Linked DNA regions of Mus musculus: region 1 is linked to region 2. A link is a contact called in public Hi-C data. All regions are on one chromosome and are shown on one strand. Each heading gives the region's core, a stretch centred on a gene start, on an enhancer-like site or on the middle of the called end of the contact. The rest is flanking DNA. Distances are from core to core; before and after follow the strand shown.

The links. A called contact is a pair of places that touch in the nucleus more often than the background predicts.
Region 1: a contact with region 2 is called in a Hi-C map of cortical neurons, with 2.4 times the contacts expected there. The contact joins two enhancer-like sites. A contact is called at or near these places in 2 of 484 Hi-C or Micro-C datasets (bone marrow-derived macrophages and cortical neurons) and 1 of 115 datasets of contacts at active chromatin or transcription factors (astrocytes).

The regions. Positions count from the first base shown.
Region 1 is chr13:90,641,457-90,648,514 of GRCm38.p6, reverse strand. No RefSeq gene overlaps it. Among named protein-coding and RNA genes, the nearest start is that of Gm35111, 96 kb to the right of the region's middle. Within about 2 kb of position 5,229, at least 60 of the 459 cell types and tissues checked have an H3K27ac peak or open chromatin away from gene starts, as enhancers often do. A contact at or near this core is called in cortical neurons, where this site is marked.
Region 2 is chr13:89,665,349-89,672,223 of GRCm38.p6, reverse strand. The region is part of intron 12 of Vcan (versican); the gene reads left to right. Among named protein-coding and RNA genes, the nearest start is that of Gm4117, 65 kb to the left of the region's middle. Within about 2 kb of position 2,878, at least 31 of the 459 cell types and tissues checked have an H3K27ac peak or open chromatin away from gene starts, as enhancers often do. A contact at or near this core is called in cortical neurons, where this site is marked.

The DNA.
Region 1 (7,058 bases), core at 3,980-6,479, 970 kb before region 2:
ATTGCGGGGCACTGGCAGGTCACATGTCTCCAGCCAGGTGATCTCAATGATCACCTAACTCAATGATCTCTCTGGGCTGGAGCTTCAGAGTTCCCTTGGCGGGTTGTCGCCACACTAGCCCCACGTAACAACTGTACACCCAGTGGTCAGCCACCACAACACCCATTTACTAGGTAGAAACAAAACTCTACAAGCTTATAATTAACCAAACAGATTTATATATCAACAAATTCTGAATTCACAAGATGCTAATACAATAATTTCAGAACCAATTGATAACAATCAAAACTGCCCAACCAGATTAGACAAATATCCCAAATATTCTAACCTGTGGCTATCTAAAGCCATGCTGGCTCAAGCTCTTATTCCTGCCCATCCTCTTCCACCTTGGCCTTTCTTCTCTTCTTCCATGCTCTCTGTCTCTGCAACTCTTACCTCCACCTCCCTTTTCCCTGTCCAATCACAGGCCTTCTGCTGCAAGAATATTTTAATGTAATTGGGCAGGGAAAATCCTGTCACATATGTCTAAACTTTGTGTTATCTTTAACGTTTCATTGGCATAACCTCAGCTATCTTCTGAAGTAGGTAAGTGCAGGACTGTGGATTGCAGCAAAGAAAATTAGTAAAAGCTCAGCATTTCTTATGCTTTCCTAAGTTTCCTTTCCTTTCTTAAATAAAGGAGATAAGAGTTTGAGCAGGAGAACTGAAAGAAAAACGTAGAAGTCAGGTTTCTTTCTCCATCTAGTGTCCTCTGCCCAAATGAAGGTACAGGCCATAGGTGTCCAGTTTATTACAGAAAGAGAGCCGAGAACTAGAAAACTGGTCTCATTCACATTAGATTTCACCTAAGAGAGAAAATAATTTTAAGTCATGATGTTAAGGGCTATTTTTTTTTATAGCCCATCACACTACAATGAAAATGGGGACTTTTATATAAAACATCCTCCCATTCTTATGATATATGATTTGTAGGCTGATCTTTTAGAAACAAGCTTGCTATGTGAAGGAAACTTCTACTTGTAAATGCAGAGTTTATTGAAGTTTTACAATGACAGTCTCGATAGCCTATAACCATCCACTAAGTTTATACGCACGCCTAGATTATTGAGGGCGGTGTAAACTGAGGGATTGAATGATCTGTGGTCTCTGCTCCTAGGTAATAACTACGGTGGTGCGGTAGGCATTGCAGTGAAGGCGGATGGCTGGACACGAGAAGGTGTTGCAGGGACCATGTCTGCAACCTGAAGCTCCTCAGATGATAGGATCTGTGCTTAATAAGAGATACTGATGTGGGCTGCCATGGTAATTCTGCTTTTGACAGTAGGTTCGTGGTTTTAAAGAGATTCCAGGGGTTAAAAATAGATGTTAGTCTCTCTCCATTTCATTCTTACAGATACAAGAATAAAATAAATTGCATCAGTGTACAAGGGGTGTAAACCAATACTCTTAACCTTTAAGCTTTGATGTCATCACCTGTTTGACAGAAGGCTGCAGATGTCTTTCAGCCCCGAATCCCCATGTCATGCTCTAAGGAACATGCAGAGATGGTAAGGATGCCAGATTTTTTTTTTTTTGGGTGGGGGGTTAGGTAATCTGAAATCTATAAGCAACACGAATTTTTTCTTTCTATCCATTAAGTTTCCCCATCATTATTTCTATTGGTTAAAAACCTCTGCTCCTCTCAAATTGAAACTTTCTGCTTCTAGAATGTTTGTTTCCCTTGGGCATTTTGGCTGGTTCTGTAATGGTTTCGTTGTCGTCTGCTCTCCAGGGTGTCTGTCTGCTATCGGGGCCAGCGTGGCCAGCTTTGGAACTCATTGTTTGTCCTGTGTTCACAGCACTAACATTTGCTGTTTCTTTCTTTCTTATTAAAACTCTTAATGTTTTGCATTATCTCCCCCAGGATCCAGACAGAGCTTCCTCATACTGGAATGTTCCAGCCCTGCTATGGTTTCCAACTTTCTCACAGATGATTGAGTCTCAGCTCGGCGTGAATGCCAAGGTTAAATCTGTTGTGCCTTTGGGGAAAACAATGAAAGCAAACCCCAAATACAGATTACAGTTTACCTTGGTATTCAAGTTTTGTTGGGCTGTAATACTACTGTACTTTGGTTCTATCTAAACCATGCTTCTTTTAAAAGTTGTTTCTTTTATCTCTGTGAGACTATAATTATGTCATTTCCCCTCTCCTCCCTCAAATCCACGCATTTCTTTCACTCCCTGTTCCCTTTCCAACTAATGACCGCTTTTTTCATTGTTCTTATATTCTTACGCGTGTCTGTGTCTGTCTGTCTATGCCTATGCCTATGTCTATGACTATGTTTATGTCTATGTATTTGTGTATCTGCTTTTTTCCAAGAGTTGTCCAGAAATGGTATTGGTGTAGCATTTTACAAACAGGAAATTCTCATTCTTATAAAACAGTCTGAAGTCACCACTCTGAGTGGAAAGGCAAAAGTGAACACTACCTGTCGGGGGCCTTCCTGGATTGTTACTATTTCAAGTGGCTATGGCTGTGCTACCCACCCCCAATAAAGTTATTTGCTAATCAACACCTTCTCACTGTCTTTTTCCACGCTGTCTTATCCTTGGTCAAGTGGCTTCCTCCTTATGCTCATAGGAGTTCAGAGAGAACACGGAGGAGGGAGAATATGCATTTCCCGAATTGGCTACTTTTATGATTGTTTCAAGACAGCAAGTTAAGACACAAACCACACTGAATTATCAAACCCCATTCAAAAGTGGACTGCAGCAAAGTCACATACTGGGGAAAGGGTTAGACTTTGGAGACAGTAAGTAAGTGAAAAATCACATAGAGACAAAAGAATTCTTGGAAAGTTTTAAGGATGATGCTTCACTGGAAATCAAAACAGAGCCAGTTTTTCTTGTGACTTTCAAGCAGATGAGCAGCAGATGAAGATATTGGCATGTATTTAGAAGCCGCGTTAGTTCCAAAATATGTATTTTTAAGTACTTTAATCGCACTTAAGGGAAAATCATATCTGCCTATTATAACTCTGGGGAAATTTCTCATGGGGTGGAAGGCAAGAAAGATTGTTCTTAGTTAAAGTCTCATCTGCAAACTCAATTCCTGAACTTTATGTCTAACTTTGTATAATTTAGATGCATAAAGAGTATATCTCCAAGGTTCTCGCTGGAAGAAATGTCAGTTTCTATCATTAAGAAGGAGCATGGAATTCTGCAATATATTCTATTGGATGACAGTTGCAGGACTCCTAGAAGATTTGTACAGAAGGGATGGGAGAACATGTTCTCTATCAGGAGACAGAGTTATTCTTGCGGAGGGAACTGAGGAAGGCAGGGAATACGGCACCTTAGGATAAAATCTCGAATCAACCATATTGAAGCTGAAGGTCTAAGTGAATCAACTTGTATTTGCCAATTCAGAAGGCAAAGTTAAGGTAAAGTCTTAAAATATAGAGAGCTCAAATGCACTATGGCTGTCCCCAAAGGGTTAGAAGACCTATCATAGTTGATTGCTCTGTAAATAGCAACCACAGCAAGAGAAGATCTGTGCCTGGGGAAATTCTCTTTGTTGAAATTTTAGTGTTACATGGCAAAGTCCATTGGCTGTGGGTTGTTGTATTAAGTCAGGGTGGCCATGATGCTTTCCATTGTCTTCAGCAGTATATCTTTTAATTCTTTGTTCTCTGGTCAGTAAGTTGAAGTCTAACCTGCCAAGAAAATAAACTTCTACTAGTTTCTGGGTAGAATGTGAAAAAAGTTGTTTATTTCATTTATTCAAAGGAATCTTTGCTCTAAGGTGGCCAGAGGAAATAAGAATTCCAGTGAATTTTGTCCTTTAGACACTGTTACCTAAAGGGCATACTTATCAAGGTGCCTTGCCCACCATACTGGGATCCAAGCTCTGCTTTAGGGCATTTATTTCTTTGATTAAGAAGATGTGACATCATGATAATCAAGAGTGCAGATGCTTTGACAAGTCAATGGTAGGGTTTTCATGTTGCCTCTGGCTTATACCTAGAAGAGTCAGTGAAGAAATCTGCATGGGAGAATCTTCTGTTAGAAAAACCACTCAGCAGGACTTCCCAGATTTAGGCCTACATTTTCCCCCATTTGGGTGAATGCCAAGAAAATCATTAACAACTCACTGTGTGTGTGAGTGTGAGTGTGTGTGTGTGTGTGTGTGTGTGTGTGTGTGTATGTGTGTGTGTTTTGATGAAGATTTATTTTAATTTTTAAATAAAGTAATAGCAAATGGGTAGTTTTCAGGGCTAAGTGTTAGGCTTTGACTAGTCTAAGATTTATTGTTGGGCTAGTATTCTATGAGTCAATCATGAGCCCTCCCTTTACATAAAATTAGAATTAACAGTGTTCTGAAATGCATTCATTAAAGTCCCTGGCTGGAGCTCTTCTGTGTTGACAACTTTGATTCTGTACTTTGGACTTTGATCAACAAAAAGAGCCATGTGCCCTTTAACAATCTCTATGACAACTAGTTTCTGATGGGCAGTCTGGCTCCAGAGCTGGGTTTTGTGAGCTCTTTATGGAAAGTGCAGATTAGCTAGCTGATGCCAAGTTGCAGAAGAAAGAGGAAACAATGACTGAGAACAGCCTATGGACCAAGTATTCTGTTAACTGTGAGGCTTTTTCTGTTTTTATTAATGCTCACAACAACCCGAAGAGCTCAGATAATTCAATTTTATTCAATAGATGGTTTCACCGAGGCTTAGCAAATCGTTTACCTAAGCTCACAGATCTAGAAGGTGAGAGACAATGCTTCATCACAGGTTGCTTATTGCTGGAAAGGCTCTTTCAAAAACAATGTGATGGTCTATTGACTTTCCGTGTTTATTGCATTTAAAGTCTTTTCTGCTGTGCTTTGTAAAAATGGAAAATAACTTCATAATATACATGTGATAAAAGTTTTTGAATTGCCATCTTAAAAAAAGCATGTAATGAAACCAACCATTAAAATTTATATAAACTTACTGTATAATAAAATAAAATATTGTTCCAATTTTAAATTAAATAGATCAAAATAAATACCTAGTGTAATTCCCGGAACTGTCAGCTATTCACTATCTGTTCAGTCAATTAGACATTATCAGCTGTTTGTGTGTTCAAGAGATTTATTGAATTAACTGACAGCCTTTCCGTGTTTTGCTTGTTGCTATGGTTACTGGTACTCTGCTTTGCTTTGAAAGCTGCTGTCAGAAAGAAAGGAGCATACACATCCAAACTGGTGACTTTTCCAGTGAAAAGGCTTACAGAAAGACTGGCTCATCGCTAATTACTTGTAATAAAGACTGGGGAGACAACTGGCCCATAACCAGCTCACAAGAACTCTCCCAGCATGGACGTTTAAGATTTCAAATACAGCCAATGCCAATAACAATCTTTCTGTACAACCTATTGTTTCCAAAATGTGAAGAGTGTCATATAGCTCAATTTCAAGAATGGAGTCTCTACCTTTTCTAAGAATGAGTGGGAATCATGCAGGGGAGGATCCAGAAGGGGCTTAAGTAACTCTGAGAGAATCACTACTTCTTGTGTTTTTATTTGTCCCTTAACAGTTTTTGGGTGGCTGTGGTTTTTCCTGATTTTTTGTGGTACAGTAAGATTTTTCTTGCTGCTGAGGTAGAAGAGTTATTACACTCCAGGAGGGGTCATTTTGGTTTAAAGCTGTGTGTGTTTCATGCTTTCTGACCACACAGGCTAGCCGTCACCCTCAATGTGGAAATCAAGTCTTCATTTGTGTAGTTTATGAACAGGGAGCATGAGAGAGAGGGAGGGAGGAAGGAAGAGAGAGAGAGAGAGAGAGAGAGAGAGAGAGAGAGAGAGAGTCCTCAACATGGACTGAAGTCCCAGCTTAAGCCACAATAGACTAGGCTTTCAGTAAGAACAGTTCCCGGTGTTCCCTGTCTAATACTACCCATCCTTCTCTGTCTGCCCCATTGTTTCTGGCCCATGGCCTTTCTTCCCTGTTTCTGGCTGCTTCTCCTGCATTGGTTTTCTCACTGCACTGGCTGGTTAGCATGTTAAGTATCGTGAGAATCTGCTGCTCCCTGTCCTGGCATAGCTTTTTGAAGGAAACATTTCCTTCCCTTGTGCATGCCAAGGAGTTACTTCCGTAGGGAGAAAGCCCGAGTGCTGATTGGAAACATGCTAGGTTGCTGGTTTAGATTTGGCTTGTTTGCAACTGACAGAGGTTGGGAGAGATAGGAGACAGGGCTTCTCTTGATTCTGAGGTAGTTCTCACATCTGCTTTGTATTAGGAATACTGTGGAGTAAAGACTTTAAAATTAACTTAGTTGTGGAATAATAAGCAGGCTTCTAAATATGGGGGATTTAGACGATTACCCTCAAAAATGAAAGGACAGCTTTTCATCCTCTGAGTACCTTACTTTTTCCAAGATGGTTTAGCACTAAATAGAAACTGGGGATTCATCCTGTCCTCTCTTACTCCCTCTTCCTCAGCGGGTGGCATGCATGCTTTAAGGGCACATGCAACCATCCAGAGTTCCCACCACTTCTCTGTTCTCTAACTGACAACAACCATGTTGTCCTTCACTGGTGTAAAGCAGGCTTTCTGACCTTATTTGTTCTGGAGCTGTCAGCTGTCACCTTGTAAGTAGACATTGTGACCTAGGAGTACAAAAAGTAAAAATACGTACATTTTTAAATCTCCTGCAGGTTATATGAAGAAGAAAGGAATAATAATGTGGAGAATGAATTTAAGTGGTTACAGGAATGACAGGGTAAAGCAAAGAATGGGGATAAGGAGGGAATCACTAACTATAAGGATGTCTGAAAAGACCATATGGAAATCTACCAACCTATAAGATAGTTTATTATACATTTGCATATGTACATAGTCATATAGGAGAGTTTAACTGCAGTTACCCTACATGGGATTATGCTCATCCCAGTAGTCATAGGTTGTCAAATAAAAGCCCAGAGGCAAGTGTAGGATACTTCTCCTCAAACTTTGGTCAGAAATGTCCTGGAGATACCCAAAACAATATGGGGTGTTGCTATTGCTCTTGATGGCAACCATATACTGAGGCTAAGAC
Region 2 (6,875 bases), core at 1,629-4,128:
GTTTCATAGATTTGCCCTGATGATAGGCATGTTCTAAACTCTTGCTCTAATTTCATCTCAAGACACTTGAATATCTTCTAAGATACACTTCCTGCTTCTCCAACAAGGGGTTAGAATTTAAGCTTTGGATCTTAGATTTAAGACTGCTACCATATTTATTTGTGTTTATTTTTATTTGACATCCCAGGAATAATGTTCTTATAAGAGAATGGGACTTTCCAGAGTATGCATTAATTTCACAGTGATTAGTCATATATCCCTCCCTCTCCACCCTCCACCATCCCTCTTGCCCCCATCACCACCCCCATCCTCAGTAGCATCTACTCATCAGAGGCTTGGACGAAACTATTTCAAAGGAAATGTCTCTTTGGAATGTTGTTGTCCAGAAATTAAGCAAGGAGCTGAACTGAGAATTCACTTCCTTATAAAATTCAAGAAAGTTTCAGAAAGTCTAGCTTAAAAGAAAAAGATTCTAGTTTTTTGTTTGTTTGTTTGTTTGTTTGTCGTTGTTGTTCTTTTGTTGTTGTTGTTGCAATTTTTAAGAATCTTTCACTCCAGTGAAAGATTTGCTTTGGCCATGGTATGTGGGAAGCCCTCCTAGGCCATTGGCATCTTTGAGTTTAGGAAGTCATCACTGATTTCTCTTTTACTCTCCAGTCAACTGTAGGGAGGATATAGAGGTTTCCTCAAATAGGTGTGTTTTTCAGTCTGTTTAGTAAATTCTAGAATACGTTTACTGAATCATAGGGATATCATGTCACATTCCTAATTTTAATCTTCTTAGCTTGTACTTGGTAGTTATGTTATAGACTGAGTAGGTTAATTAATATTATAATTATTTTTAATTAACTCTTTTATGAAAAATCCATTTAACATCTTTCTATGAGATTACTGAATCCTCTTCCTCATTTTAGTAAGTGTGACTCAGTCTTGTCAAGCTAATGCAGCTACAAATTCCAAACCCTTCTCCCTTCCCCACCAACCTATTATTAGAGTTGTGACACAGAAAGAGCCACATTGATGTGGGTTTGCCTTTAAATTACTGTTTTCTTTTTTGAGACTGGGTTTTGCTATGAATCCCTGGCTGTCTTGGAACTCACTTTGTAGACCAGGCTAACCTCAAACTCAGAGAGATCTGCTTACCTTTGCCTCCTGAGTGCTGGGATTAAAGGTGTGCACCACCACTGCCAGGCTGGGTCTGCTTTCAAATTCAGAGGTACTTTGTCCTTTTTCATAAAATATACAGATCAGTCTGTCAAGCAATTCAGTTTGAGAGATAGTTTTGGAAAGAAGAAAAATAATGCAATAATAGCCCATAACCTAGAAAAGACATTTTAAAGGGACAGACAAAATTAGTAGTAAGTCACAACTGATAAACCATTACTCTTTTTTCTGCAGTGAGGTACCATTACCATTCTTTCCAGAGACGAAAGACATTTCTTGGGCAATGAAAGAGAACTGGAGGTGCTAACAATTCAGAGACGTGGGCTGCACTTGTTTGTATCTTTCTAACCTCAACGAAGGGGTGGCCCTGATTTGGCAGGAAATGACTCAAAAGAGAACCCTCACATATATATTTTTCCAAACTTAAGTTTTTCAAAGTATCAAGTAGAAAGAACTTTAAATGTTTTCACACAAAGAGATGATAAATGTTTGAGGTGACCAGTTACTCTAATGGTATCATTTCAGCACATTGGTATTGAAATATCATACTATATTGTACAACATGTATTTTGTGTGTCAGTTAGATTTAACAACATTTTAAAAATTATCTCCCACAACAGAACCTTGAAGTCTTTAAGAACCTGGGAAGTCTTAGACGGCTTTCTTTGAGATACTTGTAGATGCTTCATCTGTGATGTGGTTTTACTTCCAAGCCAAGAGCCACATTTTTTGTTCACTTTGTGAACAAGTCACACTGCATGTCAGTATTAATTTAATTATGTTAAACTTTGCGGGCTTCGTTATATTAGCCCCAAAGCCAAGAAAAACATATGCTCTTTCCTCAGCCTATTATTCATGAATAGAAGACTTTAGATTTCTTTCTGCTAAAGACCACTACGTTGTTAATGAAAAATTTTACTTCTGTTGTGGTTTAATTTGATTGGAATCAACAGCTGTTTCTTCTGAACTTACATTCAGGATGTTATGAGTCACTGTGTAGTCCTAGAACATAAAACTCTTGTCTATACCTTTTGCTCTTGTTGCTTAGATGTCTAATGATGGGTTTAAATTGCTGAAGTACAGTGTTTGCCACCACTGGAAAATCATCTTGTAATTGACAAGTTTACCCTGCAAGTGAAGAAAACTTAATGAATGCAGGAGGCCCCTTAGCACTGCTTCATGAAACTTTAGAATCATGTGCACATGTTTAAATTTAACTGCTAATTAGTTTAAGGCAATGCACAACCATGGAAAAAGCAAAGAAAATGAAGTTGAATGGTTTTTGGCACTTTCTCTGGCATTTGGTTCCTTAGCATTTCATGACTGACGACTTGTGCAAACAAGCTTGAGTGGAGGCGCCCACTGGCACAGTGCTTTGCGTGGATTAAGTGCATGTTGCTCCTAGAGGCTCTGCTTGGGGCCCCTGTCTCACAGTGGGAGTAACTTACATCCCTCTGGAAAGACTGTTGATAATTATTGCTTTGTCAGTTAGTGAGCTCACAGCATTTCACAAGATTAGTGCTGTACTCAAGAGTGGCCAGATTGTCTCCCCTGCACAGAACTCTGCCAGCTAGGAAAATAATGGGCACGTTGCCGCTTTAACAGCTATCCAGAGACCCCACGTTAATTTTCCTTCCCTTCAGTATACTGAGTTTGGTAGAATCCAACTGCAGGCTTCCAGTGGGTAGTGATGCCTGAACAAACGTCTCTTTCTCCTTTGAAACAAAGCTGCTCTTTTCTTCTTCGGTTGTGGGCTCAACTAATGATAACAGAAAAACCATAACCTCCTGTAAAATGTAAATAAATCAGGACCCAGACCAGAGAGCATGGATTAGGAGAGCCTGAGATCTACCTTGCAGGGACGGCATTTGCCTCACTCAAGGAGAACAGTTAAATGTGTCCCCTGCAGGCTACAAACTAATGACTATTGTGTACTAGAGCTACCCAGGAAGGAAAGATGTTTTGAGTTTTGTAATAAGAAGCTCCCATGGCCTTTGTTTTCTTCAGATAACGATTTGTTCTGTATTCTGGAACATACAGTTGACTCAAGTGATTACCTAGTGGCAAGCTAACTGCTATCAGTGTGTGTATGCATGTCCATGTGTGTGCTTGTGTGGATGTATGCTCCTGTGTGTGTGTGTGTGTGTGTGTGTGTGTGTGTGTGTGTGTGTGTTCTAGGTGGGTACACAGGCTCTTGATAAAGTATTTTTGTATATGCAACTTGCTTGTATTCTCTGGAGATAGTCTTCTTGGCCTTGGTGACATGGGCTATATTAGGGCTTTGTGGCTCTCAGAGTCCAATAGTGGTTTAATGGGTCCCAGGTGGAAAAAAAAAAAAGAGTTTACACAAGTCAGCTTGTAGTATAGGTGTGATATTTTCAGAATGTAACTTTGCAGATTCATACAGCATGCATTTGATTTTTGTGCACTGGGGCATAATTATTTATTGGTCCTACTCTAAAGATATTGAGTAGATCTACCAGACATGATTATACCGTGTCTGATGAACTGTCACTGTTGATGTAAATCATTAGATGCTATTCATAGAAACATGAAAAAACAAGCTTTTGTAGTGCTCGTCTTAGGTAGAAAAGTCAGATGAGAGCTGTAATAGTCAATAGCAGAATAGGATGGAACTAGAAAATATAGCCTATCTATTTGTAAAAAAATCACAAAACTAGGAGCACATGCCACAGTGGAGGTCATGCCACAGTGGAGGACATGCCACAGAGGAGGACATGCCACAGATGACACTTTAATTTTTATTCTGCAGGTGGAGTTAATAATTGTGATTCTATATCCTGTGCTGGCACTCAAAGTACTACCATATTGAGCAGTCTATGTCACCACCTGGTGGTCACATTATGCTTTGTATTTTTATATGAACAGCACTAGTGTCTGCAGGGGTGTTGTTTAGGTTCGTATAGCTTTGAAATGTATAATATTGTAAGCCCAATAGTTAAATGCAAAATGAGATGATTTGCAAGCACAGTAGGAAACTAACAGGTACCTTAAGCTTCATAAAATCCTGGCAGTTAAGGTTAAAATTAGCCCCGTTCTTTCTTGAACCTTCACTTTTACACACTGTAATAGAAGCCAACAGGTCACTTCCTTGACTTTTCTTCTTGGCAGGTGAACCAAGAAGATTTCTGTAGTTTAGTATACAAACTTTTCTTCTGTAAATTAAATTATCTGTGTTTGGAGCAAAAAGGAAGACGAAGAGCTGTGATTGAATTTTTTATGGAATATAAATAAAAATTAAAGTTGAAAATTTAATCAATTTCTCCCAAAATTATCCCTGAAAAGGTGTCAAGTTACTTTTATCAATAGGGTATGTATGATATTTAAATGTTTTTAGCACCATCAAAATAGTTCCAAAACATAGTATTCAATTAGCTACTCCAGGAAATCCAAAGTATTGTGAATTTTAAAGTATAAAACATGATGACATCTGAGCTGAAGAATTATAGCTAAATATCTGGTTGGATACAGAGACAATACAAAAGGGACCTGACAGTCACAGATTCAAGATTTACAATGCCAGTGATATGTGAGATACCCAGAAACACAATTGTTAGCTGTCCAGGAAGAGAGGCCAACATTTACAAAGTGTGCAATTGGTTTTCAAGGATGTCTGCATAATAGACATCTCAGACTTCCCACCTCACTGGGGAATATGTTTGACTGCTCTTCTGGCCATTGTGGTTCATCTCTAATAGATTTAAGCAGAATTAATCTGTTACACAAGTCTGTTCGAATAAAGACATCCTCACATCCATCAAATGCATGCCTACTCCCTGCAGAGTTCAGAATAGGAAGACAAAAGATGATATTTGATCTCCTTGTTTACCAAGTGGGTGCTGGGAACCAAACCTGGGTCAGCTCTAAGAGCAACAGGTAGTCTTAAGTACTGACCCATCTCTCTAGCCTCATATTGAACATTTAAAAATTCTATGAATTCCTTCACCTTGTGTCCTAAGAGTTCTGATATTCCGATTGAAATTCACCTATCTTAAAGATAATATATTAGACTACTTACTGCCACTTTAAAAATAAATGCTTTATTAACGCTTTGAGAATTTTATACAACATGTTTTGATCATATTCATGCCCACTCATTTCCTAAATTCACTTGAAATATTTTTATATATTTTCTGGTAAATTTACACATGGAGATAGTACTTGTAGATCATATTCCTGCTTCCCAACTCCTCCCAGACACTCTACCTTGTGCTTCTTCTTTTTTTTTTTTTTTTGAGACAGGGTTTCTCTGTGTAGCCCTGGCTGTCCTGGAACTCACTTTGTAGACCAGGCTGGCCTCAAACTCAGAAATCCGCCTGCCTCTGCCTCCCGAGTGCTGGGACTAAAGGCGTGCGCCACCACATCGAGCTCCTTGTGCTTCTTTTGACTTCTTTCAGAAATTCTAGTGTATACATACGACAACCTCACAAAAACAAACCCCAAAACAAAAACAAAGACAAAAAACACACCAAAAAAAAAAAAAAAAAACACTGAAAATCTAAAAAGTCAAAGAACAACAAGACAAAACAAAACCAAAAAACACAAATATTATTTTGAAGTAGTGCATTGGGAGAAGGTGAACCAGCTTATGCTTAAGAGCCTCTCTTACACCTGTCTGGTCCTCCTTGCTACCCAGACATTCACACAGTTCCCCAGAGTTAATTGGTCTTTATTTGTGCCAATCAATGCAGCAACAGTTAATGCCTGATAGATAACCTTGTATTCTTTCTTCTAATGAAAGCAGGACTTAAAGCAGAACCCAAACCTACTCCCCCTCCCCTTTTAAGGAATAGAGGAAACTTCTTGCTTATTCCTAAGTCTTACATAAGTCTACAAAAAGGTTTTAATAGTCCTTTGTAAAGAGGCAGTTATTTGTTTTTGTGTATGGAAAGGTGAATTAAGTAAAGTACATTGCTTGGGTTGGATTGTTCATGACTGGGACACTGATTAATTGCTGAGATTTTGATATCATTGATGATGATCATGTGTCACATATTTTAAAAGATGAAATATCATGTACTAGGTATAAATGGGTATTTGACCCTCTAGACTCCATATATGGTTATGCACGACAAGATTCCCCTTGTAATCCATTATTGAAAATTGCTCAAAGCTAACTCTGCCTCCCATCCAACCCTGTCAGTCAGCCCACCTGCCATGCTGACTGAGACAGGTGGAGGAACTCCAGACATGGGCAAGAAAACTAATTCTGCACCCATTCAGAGAGCAACCCATTCAGTTGCTTTCAAACAGGAGGTCCTTCCCTGAGGGGTTAGGATGCTGCCAGGCTGGGATGTCATGTGGGCTGCAGATAACCAGCAGGACAATTTTGACAAGAAATGTAAGCATTTATAATTTGGTATATACTTAGATGAATAACTTTAGTCTGCTCTGAATTTTTTCCCAGAAATAGTTGGGTTGGTTTGAAACAGCTTTCCTGTATGTGGAGACAAGTTTTGTGCAATAGACTCATGCTTATTATTAGCTGTTGGAGTTCAGCCAGGGTTTTTTCAACCATTTTATTATTTTGGTAGGTGATATATTTGAATTCGGGGGGGGGGTGCAGTAACTGAAAAGTAACTGAATTTAATTGAATTGAAATGTTTGTCACGTGAGAACTTGTTTTGCAGGTATAGAGAGCTAGCTGGTTAGTTAGTTGGAACTCCTAGAGTAATTTTGTCATATGATAT